Regions from separate parts of the Mus musculus genome. Here all the other regions are linked to region 4. The links are chromatin contacts, called in public Hi-C and HiChIP or PLAC-seq maps. All regions are on one chromosome and are shown on one strand. The core of a region is the stretch at or near the end of the contact, and the rest is flanking DNA. Distances in the headings are between cores, read along the strand shown. Region 1 has its middle 140 kb from the start of Gm38407. Region 2 has its middle 26 kb from the start of Gm22845. Region 3 has its middle 9.2 kb from the start of Gm22845. Region 4 has its middle 40 kb from the start of Nt5c1b.

Region 1 (2,700 bases), core at 76-2,575, 260 kb before region 4:
CACTGTGTGACACAATAACAGAAGTGGCAATCATATCTGCTCTTCTAGAGTAAGCAGAGTTCTGACCTGTGTGCAAAAACTCAGAATTTTTTAAATGCCAAGCTCCTGAAATTCAATAAAATATTTTATTAATCTAAAAGAAGTATACTGTTTTAAAATGTTGTCCACGATAGTCTCCTACATGTGTACAATTATCTTGATCATATTCACTTCATAGTTTCTGCCTTCCAGAACACGCCCCCATCACCTTCCAACTTGATGTTTGTTCCTGTTTTCAGCTACACATAGAGTTAATTAGTTCTACCTTAGTGTTGCCTGTTTATGAAGGCATGGTTTTGGGGCCTCAGTTGGAAGAAGGTTACCTTACCAGGTACCACACCCCTAAAGAGAATCGGCTCACCCTCTCCTAACAACCACCAACTAATTGTTGTAGCTCCTAGTCCAGGAGTTGGAACTCCTGTGCTCAGCCTCCATGCATGCTGGAATGTAGACTTGTTTAACTGTGTGCAGTCAACCACACAATTACGAAAGGTGATTTCTGCACAAATGTCCAAATAGAGTTATACCAGTACTCTGGAGGCAGAGGCAGGTGGATCTCATACTATGAGGCCAGCTAGGTCTACATAGTGAGTTCAAGGACACCCAAGGCAACACAGAGAGACCCTGTCTCAAAAAATTCAAAGTGGATGAGAGGTGGGGTGGGGTAGGGAAGCAGGGGGTGTTAAATCATCGAGTAATTATTTTGCTTCATTCATGTGTGGGCTTGTGTTGGGTATTGCAAGAAATAATGGAGTCTGGTTAATTTTATATGTAAACAAAAAGCAAGAAACAACAGAAAGCAAGAAAGGTATTGTGAGATTTGCCTCTATGCCTATAGACATCCAGGAAGTAAACACCACAGGTTTGGACCCTGAATGATGGGGAGCAGAGAGTATGAACGATGAAGGATAAGGGACTGCGTGACCTCAAGGCGCAAAGACAGCCAAGAAAGCTGAGGGCGACTGCTGAGGGACAACTGGATGGCTGGGCCAGGGAGCCAAATGAACAGAAAGTCTGGGTCTCCTAACTGCCATAGAATTTGCAGTATGGAGTACTGAGTGGAATGAACATGCAGTGATGGGAATTAGCCACTAGATGGCAGCATTTGCTAGTGTAACTAATGCTCTGAAGCATCCTTAAGCGTCTGGGACCTATTGAAATCCTGTTGCAATTCATGGAAGGTCCGATGAAGTGAGAAGCGAAAAATCTCAATGAGTCAGTTCAGCCACAAGATAACCACAATAGCCGACTGTAGCCAATATTTACGTACTGTTTACTAGTGGATTTGCTCACGGATCTGCTGCAGGGTCTCAGAGGTCTAACTGCCTCCCTGACTCATACAGGCCGCCGCACCCAACTGTTGCTTCACAAATCTAAAGGAGACACACCTATGCCCTAATGTCCCTCTGGGGGCATTAGAAAAACGAGAATCTTAGACAAATTTAGACTCCCACCTCGCCCTAGTTCAGTTGTTGAATTTTCTATTTTGCCTTTTTTGATAGCTGCATAAAGTGACTTTTGGCACCATGGCCTGACTCAGGCCTCTGGTCTATTCACTTCAAACACATAGGTATTGTAAAGATTAAGTCAGAATGGGCCCCATTGCACACTGAAACACAGTGGGAGAACACCTGGTATTTTCTTCATACTTCTGTGTGTGTGTTTCAATTCATTATTACTTGTTTGAGACAAGCATTTTCTTTAGCTAGTTATCCCTTTGAAAATGTAAATAGATAGTCTGGTGCAGCAGTCTGCAATAATGGGAAGGTGTAGATGCTCACACACACCCCTCTGGTTGCCATGGGTGCTAGGACTTGAACTGCCTTGAACCACCACACCTCAAACTTCAGACATCCCGCCACTAACTCCACTGCTTCTGTGACATCTGCTATTTGATTGCACTTTTCTTGCTTAGCTTTTGAAGTTATTTGTTTTCTAAATAGACCTCAATTTTAAAGCAAACGTTTATCATTTATGCATTGGGAAAAGTAGCATCACAACAAAGGTCAGGTGAGAGTAGACATAAACACTGAACGACATCATAGCATTAAGCGTTGTGATCCATAAATAATATATGGATAGTATGTTAAAGCATTCCCAAAGATCTATAGGAAGCCTTAGAGTCTTAGATAATGTAAGTCATTTAAAAATATAGAAGGAGGTCAGTGGCTTTAATAATAATAAATCATAAATATTCTTAGAATTATAAGTAAGCGTGAAAAGAAGTCATGGCTTTATTATTCCTTGACAGTTGACTCAGCTTTTTTCATGACTCTCCTAGCAGTTGAGGTTGTTCCTACAAAGTGGCTCTTCAGACAACTCCATCGCTGGTAAATGATGCAAATAAGCTTCTGGGTGTCCTTTTACGTTGTCTGTTTCTTTCCAGCCGGGCAGCATCACCTGTGGGAGAGGGCCACTGCTCCTGTGATCTCCAAGTGATGCATGTCCCCACCTGTGTGAAGAGGAAAGCCATGAGTTAGGATAGTGTCCCTCTGCTCTTCCTGACTGTGGTGGCTGAACTTGCTTTCAACTTGACTGGATCTGGAAAGACAAGCCAGTGAACAGTCCAGTGAGGGATTCAGACTCTGTGAGGTGGGCACCCGGATCATTTCAGTGACAGCTCAGCTAAAGTGCAGAGGAGGGAAGCTTTGCTTTGGCCTC
Region 2 (2,700 bases), core at 129-2,628, 490 kb after region 4:
GTGGGAAGACTCCCCAGGAGACTTCTTTACAGAGAAGTTTTCTGTTTGTCCTTGGACATGGAAGGATCTATCTATTCCTCACTTCTGTTTTATCATTCTCAGTGTTTCTCTCTCAGCCAAACCCCAGAGGATGCTTGATATTCCCTGGCAGTCTTTATTCCTCTGAAAATGCATTTTTAAAATCGCCTTTTTGGAGAATTCAAGTAAACTTGAATTATGGTCACAAAGTCTTAAGTAGATGGCTCTGAATTAACACAAGACTGCACTGCCTGCTAATGGCATCTTGGGGGCATTGAGTCTAACTCTTCTTGTATTGGCAATGCGCATTCTGTATTAGTAAAACCAGAAACATCTGAGAGGAAATGACTGTGCAACAAGGGTTCCCAGTGTGCGCCACGGATCTGACATAATAAGTTCTGGTCCCAACTTTGTCTGTTGAGCTAGAAAGCTTGTCAGAGGCCATCAGCTTGCTCTGGATTATTTAATGGCCACCCTCCCTGGTAAAGTTCATGCTGCCCTCTGTGGCACTGAGAGCCACCGACACCAAAGGATTTGGTTTCATGTACTTGAACTTGAGTGACACAAATATTTCAGTGGTGAATCAGTCCTGGAAAGAGAAGGAGAGTAGTTAGGGAGTGTTTATAGAAGACATTTCATCATTGCTAGTCAAACATGTCTCACTGTTGGTTCAGGAGGCTCTGGTATTTTCCTTCTTTGAAGGGGATGCTAAGAAAGCCAATAGCTTCCAGCCTGTAGTTCTGCTCCGAGAAAGAGCAATGGCCATTTGCACACAGGGAACCCCAGGACTAGTTGCTTTGGAATGTTGAAAATGTTGGGGAAATAATTGTATGTTTTTCCTCTGGGTGGGGGGACACAAAAGCTGTTGGGTGCAAGTAAAGTAGAACTAAAGCTGCTTCTAGAGTTGGAGCAGTGAAGGGAGCCGCTCCCTCTGCCTCATAGCCTGGAAAAAGTCAGTGTGAAGACTATCAGAACCTCAGTAATAATGGTCAGAAAACTTGGTTGAAAAACGAGAAGGTTGATTCTTTTGGCATGGGTCATCATAACTTGGACCATATCTCAAGCATTTGTGGACCCAGTGAAGCAATTCATGAAACCTCAACCCTCAGATGAAGATGGGATGGTACCAGTGCCCAACACTTAGGAAGTGTGCAGTCCTTCTGGAGGTGTGGCATTATGAATGACAAGGAGATTCAAGAAGACTGCCCTTAGGAAAAAACCTAGCCAAGCCACACCAGGAAGCACAAACCAAATTAAATATTTTAAGAAAATAAACAAAGCTACTGAGTCAAGCATACATAGCAAGAAAATGGGAAAAGATTGTTTGAGACCCAAGGTTTGAATATCATGAAGCCACATATGTGATGAGCCAGCCCAAAGGAATGAGAATCCTGCAGCTGTGTGTACCCTGAGGCTGTTCTCTCCAGAGCTCCCCCGGAAAGGAGACTTGTGATCCTGCTAGGGCAGCTAATTATACTCTGTTCTTTTCGCCAATGTGAGCATGGCTTGGCTGAGAGTCTCAATCCTGTCTATCGATTGAATTGTTCATATTGTGAACATTTTACTATAAGGCTTCCCAATTTGCTTGCAGGAACTTTAGAGACTGTCTGTTACAACAGAATTTTTTTATAATCAAAACTCAGCCACACAAATATTCCATCTTAAAATTTTCAGAAGTCTGGAAGTAAATAAGTTTATTTCAACACTTTGAATTTAGCAGGATTTAAACTTTATGAAAAAAGATATAAAGTGGGCCCATGTGAGGGTTAAGAATTGATTGTAATGAAGAGAGAAAGAGTCCACTGCACACCAACTGCTGGTAGGAAATAGAGCCTCGGTGGAACTGAGTTCCGATTCTGGTTATAGCTGCTTTAATCTACCCACAAGGTTTTGAACCAATTACCCTTGCCACAACAGAAGGTCCTTCACTAAGAATGATATACTGCCATAACTTTGGCACGTATGAGGGGTCAGTAAGACACATGTTTGCTGTACGAAATCTGTTCAACTTGGTTATAAAACTTTTGTCAAGAATATTACCATATCTGATTACAAATTACTATTGGAACCAAATATCAAAAACTGTGTGTTAAGAATAAGTATACTTTTACATTCCCTGGATGAAGCTCACAAGATTTTCTTCCTTTTTTTCTCTCCCTTTTAAAATTTATTTTTATATACTTTAGTTTTCCTTTATTTTCACAATTTCACCTATGGATACATTCATATGGATACATTCCATACTGACTACTCCCCCCTCCTACCTCCATGCCACCTCTGCCCCACCTACCTTCCCACATGTCTCACTCTTATATTTGTGTCTTTTTTTTTTTTTGACCCACCAAGATTTGTAAGAGCCATCTGTGTGAACACAGGCTTGAAGTTATTTGTCAGAACCTGGTGTGGTAGGCTCAGAAGACAGTACAAAACTACAAACATCTCCCTATTTTTTAATTTCTTTTCTTTTTATTTTATTTTTTTATATTCCAGTCATTTCTTCCCTCTTGGTTCACCCTACACCTTTCTTCAAAAGGCTGTCACCACCTCCTGTCCCTGCCAGACCTTCCCACCCCACGGGGCCTCAAGTCTCTCTAGGATTAGGAGCATCTTCTCCCACTGAGGTCAGACCAGGCAGTCCTCTGCTCTTTATGTGTCACAGCTTCCAAGCAGCTCTTGTATGCT
Region 3 (2,700 bases), core at 62-2,561, 470 kb after region 4:
ACACAGACATCTTGTTAAGAATTATAAAAATAGACAATAAAAAGTATAAAGCCCAACACTCATTAGCTATGCCCACTGCCTATGATTACATTTGAATCATTAACTGAATCCCTAATTAGCCCTGGACCATCCCCACCCATTTACCTTTCCTTTAATCAACTCACCCAGTGTTCTGTAGTAACTTGAGAGACCACCAATTTTGGGGATAATATTTAGAAAAAAATTCATAATTGTCCAAACTCAGAGTGCCATCTTATGCCAATCTGTCAGCATACAGGACAAGACAGATGAGTAAGAAGAACTTACATACATATCTCATGGAGTACTCTCCAGAGAAGTCTTCCATGATTAGAGGACAGAGACACAGAGAAGGTGTCTAAGATTCAGAACCAGCTAAGTACCAGCACTTATCCATCAGCCTCTTTTATATCACTCTTTCAGTTCTGTTTAAGCAACGTTGTTTCCAATACAATTCTCTTTCACCTTAGCAATAAAGTGATGCAAAATATCCTAGTGCACTAATGTGAATCAACTAGGCTATTCAGGATCCAAACAGAGATTTGTAGATATTACCCATAAAATAATTGAGACTATATACTAAGTACATACTCGTTGATCAATATCCAAAGATGATGATGTCCCAAGAACCTATTGTCTAATATTCTGTTTTTGATATGTAAAGTACACAGTATACATTTTTGGAAGTGCAAATGTAGATAGTACAGTGTAAAGTCTTTTCTTGTAACGCCCACTGTGTGTGTGTGTGTTAGTGTGTGTATGTGTTTGTGTGTGTTAGTGTTAGTGTATGTGTGTGTGTTTCTATATTAAGTACATGCATGTCCTGGTGCATATGTGGAAGTCTGAGGACAACTTGCAAGACTCAGCTCTTTCCCTCTTTCATGTAAGTTCCACATAACCAAACTCAAGTCATCAGGCTTGGCACCAAACCCCTTTATCCACTGGGCAATCCTACCAATTCACACTGTGCATTTTTGTATTGTAGGAATCATTCAAGTTTCCATAACACAATTTCCCCCAGACAAAAAGAGGAGATCTCTACTCACAAGCCAATTCACACTGGGAACACAAGGGTGCCAAGAAACTTCACAATGAAAGCTTGTGTTTGGGGTGTGTGTGTGTGTGTGTGTGTGTGTGTGTGTGCACGCGCGCGCGCGCACGCAAAGCAATGCAAATCCTAATCTAAGAGCATCACCATCCACTGGAAAGATGCCAGCCCCTCTCTCCTGTACATCCTCTGTGTGGATTAGTCACCAAGCTCCCAGTAACCACAATATGACCACTATGTAAGGAGGCTTTCTCCCTGAAACAATGCAGTTCTGTCTGATTGTCTTTGGGAGGCATTTACAGCTCGAGGACATAGCTCTGTTTTATTGAAAGTACTCAGTACTGACTTCTTAGAACATGGCTAAGCTCAGTTGGGCAATCACAGATGTTCCAGGGGGAGGTTCACATTCTTGCTATGGGGCACCCATCAGGGACACACACTGAAAGGTGAGGAAGTCTAAGCACAGCTCACAAGGCTCAGTGCAGGTGTGTTGACCTATTACTCAGACCAAATGCCACTTTCTCAGGTCATTGGTGGGATCTTCTCCTTAAAGGTTATACTAGGTGCATAATGGACGGAGTCTCCACTCTGTGTCAATAACTAATGAGATGAAATTGTGTCTATTCATCAACCTGGGTAGAGCCCTGGAATGTAGTAGCACTGCCCCGGGGACCACACTCCTGTGTACAGAACAAAGTTGTTATTTCTAGAAGAATGTGTCTGTTTCCCTGAGCCCTAGGCTTTCCCTATCCCCACCTCCATATCTAAGGATAGCAACCAAGTGTTCTTAAAATAATAAAAGACTGGCTGTGAGTCCTACAAAAAAAAAAAAAAACCTCAGGATTACAGTTTGTTTCTACTTGACTGAACAAGTCTCGGGCCACAGTACAGGAAAATCCTCCAACCACTATGCCCTGGCATCCTTTAGAATAATTGTCTTCCCTAAAACTTTGCTTCTGGGAGCTAGTCTTATGTAAGGTAGTGAAATTCATGGGGATTCTAAGATCTGGAGTTGAGCAATCTTACCTTGTCCTCTTTAGTAACTATCAAATGCAGGAGTGAGGGGGCCTCACTTCTGTGAACATGATTTTTGTTTCCCAGACTTCTTTCATTTAGTAACTGGCCACTCTCTCTTCCCTTCCTTACAGTTGGCAGCAGTGCAAGTGTAGGGGGCAAACTTAAGGTAGGAATAAACTCTGTTAATATCCATGTTCTGGACTTCTAGGTTGATACTGGGGAAAATGACATTTTATGAACCTATTAGAAGCACAGAAAGGAGATAATAAACAAAATTTGGGGGAAAAAAACTAGATTCTGGTTATAGCTCTGCCATCTATAGTGAGTGGCATGATGGCTCTTACCTACCAGCCCAGCCTCTGAGGACCTTCCTGATGATATCAATAACAGTTACCTCAAGAGTGGTAAGTATTTACAACTTAGAAAGTGGGACAAAGTATTTTACCTCACAACAGAGCATGGACAAGGACTTTTAAAAAAAGTCAGGTTTGGAAAAAGTCAAAGGACAGAATTCTAATTATATGATTTGAAAAAAAGTACTATGTAGCTAAAAGGTCTTTAGGAAAGTGAACTTAAGAAATTCTGAGTCAGGTCACTTAGTTGGGTTCCTATTTTGA
Region 4 (2,700 bases), core at 180-2,679:
GTTGAAAATCAAGTAATGTACTACTAACTTGTCTTTAGAGAGCTATAATTCCTTATAACAACTGAGGGAAATATGGAAGAGAGTCTGAAGACCTCGAAGTCATACTCAGTAATGACTATGGTTTCATAGTGTCTTTCTTAGTTCACAGGAGAATAACAGTACATTTTGTGAGTAAACTGGACATTGATTATTTCATTTAGTTGTCATAGTAATGCTATAAAGCAGATATTATATTCTTATTTCATAAGTACTACAATTCTATGAAGTAGATATTGTATGCCTGTGTTATAAAGACCAAGCCTCATTTAATTTGGAGTAAATGCCTACCTGTGCCATAAATGTTAAGTATCAATGTAAGAACAGTTTCCAGCTCTGTCTGTCTGTCTGTCTGTCTCCAAGGTTTAAGCTTATTACCACATTCAGATTACTTTAAAACTTTATTGTAACTCATTTTAAAAAAATGGGTTTATATCACTTTCTTCTCTTTTCAATAAAACTATAGGAGACTTGTTCAGTGGATACTTTAAATATGCATAAAAGGATCTCAAATTACTATAAAGAATTTTTGACAGAACAGTCAACCTCCAGATATCCTTCTATTCCTAAGTCTGTGATCTCAAAGTAATTTTACTTCCCAGATAAGCATTCTAGCCAGAAGTGGCAAATGCATGAGCAATCTGCTATCATGATGAGCTTGGGGGTTCAGAGGGTCTCACAATTAGTGACAGATACGTGGCAGAATGACGTCATTTCCAACAGAGAATCCATTGAGCTCCTGCTTCATGGATTCTGTCTACCATTCCATGGATCCATCTCAGTGATGAGAGTTGAAAGGGAATTTTAAGTTATATTATCGATATGGCATTGCTTATGCAACTTATTTCTGTTTTCATCAAAGTAACTACTTGTGTGTTGTGTATTATTGGGAGTGAAGAAAGAGAGAAATACAACCAAGATTTTGGAACTCAGTAAAACCACATGGTGCAATCCAATGTTAGCATTAAATCCTGTAAAATGAGAATGATATTTATAGCTTTTTAGTAGTTATAATTACTGAGATATTATAACTCATAGGGTCAAAGTTTCATGAAGTCACTGTGAGTAACTTTGGTCATTTCCCTAACTACCATACTGGTGGAGTTCATGCCAATCTAATTGGAAATTATTACTATTGGAAGTCACTAAGTTTCAGGGAATGTTGACAGCCTGAGTTAAATACTATGCTCATTGTTTGCAGCTTGCTCTCACCACTGACAGTTTGAAGGGAGTACCCAGAAATACTTTAGTAGTGACACAGCCTGTAAGGACATTGGATTTAATTGAATAAGATGGAAGAAGAGGTAGTTACTTTCACTAGAAAGATAATTCTATTTCTGTTGCTTTCAGGAGAATGGATATGAGTAATACATTGTGTGGTTAGGCTATGGGCTACGAGAGCTTCCGAGAAGAAGATGAGGTTAAGCAAGTATCCTGAGTCACCCTAAACTGAGTAGACTCAGAGCTAGAAAGTTTCTTCCTGTCAGCTTTCCTACTTTAAAGGCATTAATGTTATTAAGGTTAGACATATGCAAGAGTATCAACTCGTGTGTTTTAAAAAGCCCTGTACTGAATGAGGTAGTTTTGTATACTACCAAATTCAATTTAGATTAACAGTATTTTTCCTACTTTTTTTCACTTGAAAAATGAAATATAATTGTACATCTCTATTAATATTTTTGTTTCAGGAAATACTGAAATAATAAATAAATTCTTTTTATTTTCTATTTTACCTTTCTTCTTCAAAATGCAGGTAACCCTGTTTAATGTGAAAAGTTTCTTAACTCATGAATTCTACATCTTATGCCACGAATTCTAGTATATTGTAGGCTAGATATCATAAAAATAATAACCTTTGGTTATATTTTAGCAAATAATTTGCTTTTGCTTATTTACATTAACATTGTTGGTTGAAAAGTATGATATATTATCATAAATGATCATTTGAGTTCATGAACCCAGTGATACTAGAATCTAGAAGGAAGGGAGGACAGTCTTAAGAGGAAGTAGGCTTAAGGCAAATCTTGTAAATTAATTCAATCTGGAATCTTGGACTCTGTTCCCTGAGTCTAAGTTGATTAGACACTGTAAAAATCAATTGGTCAAACATAATAATGGATGTGTACAAATTGGCCTCAATTTGACTATGTATTTCTTCTGTAACATTTCAGTCTCTTAAGTATTGCATTGTGTCTTAATAATACAGTTTGTTTCTTTCAGTAGTACTGAGGATCAACCTCAGGTTATTATGTGTTCTAGGCAAGGACTGTATCACTAAAATATATACTCATCCCTTTTACGATTTTAGTGAGGCTTTGTTGTTCTTACCCTATAGCCCAGGCAGTCTTCAATTTGTTACAAGCCAATGTCATTAGGCACAGCATATAATCCTACTGTTTAGAGTTTAAAGGGCTACAGACTGAGGAAAACTGAGAGAGAGAGAGAGAGAGAGAGAGAGAGAGAGAGAGAGAGAGAGAGAGAGAGAGAGAATATGAGCTAATGTCCAGAGCTGATATTTTGTAATCCTCAATTTAACTTTAGTCTTAGAATTCCAAGCTAATATAAACTATCCTTTGAGTGCTGCAACTTAGAAATAGGGAAAGATGCTGCACTGTGGTGGCACATGCCTTTAATCCCGGCACTCAGAAGGTGAGGTAGGTGAAT

Evidence for each region. HiChIP or PLAC-seq counts read pairs in DNA pulled down with a chosen protein or histone mark. Hi-C and Micro-C count contacts between places; a contact is called where the count stands out from the background.
Region 1: a Hi-C map of adipose-derived mesenchymal stem cells shows a contact between it and region 4, with 2.4 times the contacts expected there. The contact joins two enhancer-like sites. A contact is called at or near these places in 1 of 15 datasets of contacts at CTCF or cohesin (the NIH/3T3 cell line), 2 of 484 Hi-C or Micro-C datasets (the C2C12 cell line and adipose-derived mesenchymal stem cells) and 1 of 115 datasets of contacts at active chromatin or transcription factors (fibro-adipogenic progenitors).
Region 2: a CTCF HiChIP or PLAC-seq map of the NIH/3T3 cell line shows a contact between it and region 4, with 5 read pairs. The contact joins two enhancer-like sites. A contact is called at or near these places in 1 of 15 datasets of contacts at CTCF or cohesin (the NIH/3T3 cell line) and 2 of 484 Hi-C or Micro-C datasets (adipose-derived mesenchymal stem cells and muscle stem cells).
Region 3: a CTCF HiChIP or PLAC-seq map of the NIH/3T3 cell line shows a contact between it and region 4, with 10 read pairs. The contact joins two enhancer-like sites. A contact is called at or near these places in 3 of 39 promoter capture datasets (cranial neural crest, embryonic stem cells and stem cell-derived epiblast-like cells) and 1 of 15 datasets of contacts at CTCF or cohesin (the NIH/3T3 cell line).

Annotation. Positions count from the first base shown.
Region 1 is chr12:10,588,281-10,590,980 of GRCm38.p6, reverse strand. No RefSeq gene overlaps it. Among named protein-coding and RNA genes, the nearest start is that of Gm38407, 140 kb to the right of the region's middle. Within about 2 kb of position 1,325, at least 28 of the 459 cell types and tissues checked have an H3K27ac peak or open chromatin away from gene starts, as enhancers often do. A contact at or near this core is called in adipose-derived mesenchymal stem cells, where this site is marked.
Region 2 is chr12:9,838,064-9,840,763 of GRCm38.p6, reverse strand. No RefSeq gene overlaps it. Among named protein-coding and RNA genes, the nearest start is that of Gm22845, 26 kb to the left of the region's middle. Within about 2 kb of position 1,378, at least 62 of the 459 cell types and tissues checked have an H3K27ac peak or open chromatin away from gene starts, as enhancers often do. A contact at or near this core is called in the NIH/3T3 cell line and muscle stem cells, where this site is marked.
Region 3 is chr12:9,854,917-9,857,616 of GRCm38.p6, reverse strand. No RefSeq gene overlaps it. Among named protein-coding and RNA genes, the nearest start is that of Gm22845, 9.2 kb to the left of the region's middle. Within about 2 kb of position 1,311, at least 38 of the 459 cell types and tissues checked have an H3K27ac peak or open chromatin away from gene starts, as enhancers often do. A contact at or near this core is called in the NIH/3T3 cell line, where this site is marked.
Region 4 is chr12:10,328,305-10,331,004 of GRCm38.p6, reverse strand. No RefSeq gene overlaps it. Among named protein-coding and RNA genes, the nearest start is that of Nt5c1b, 40 kb to the left of the region's middle. Within about 2 kb of position 1,429, at least 32 of the 459 cell types and tissues checked have an H3K27ac peak or open chromatin away from gene starts, as enhancers often do. A contact at or near this core is called in the NIH/3T3 cell line, adipose-derived mesenchymal stem cells and muscle stem cells, where this site is marked.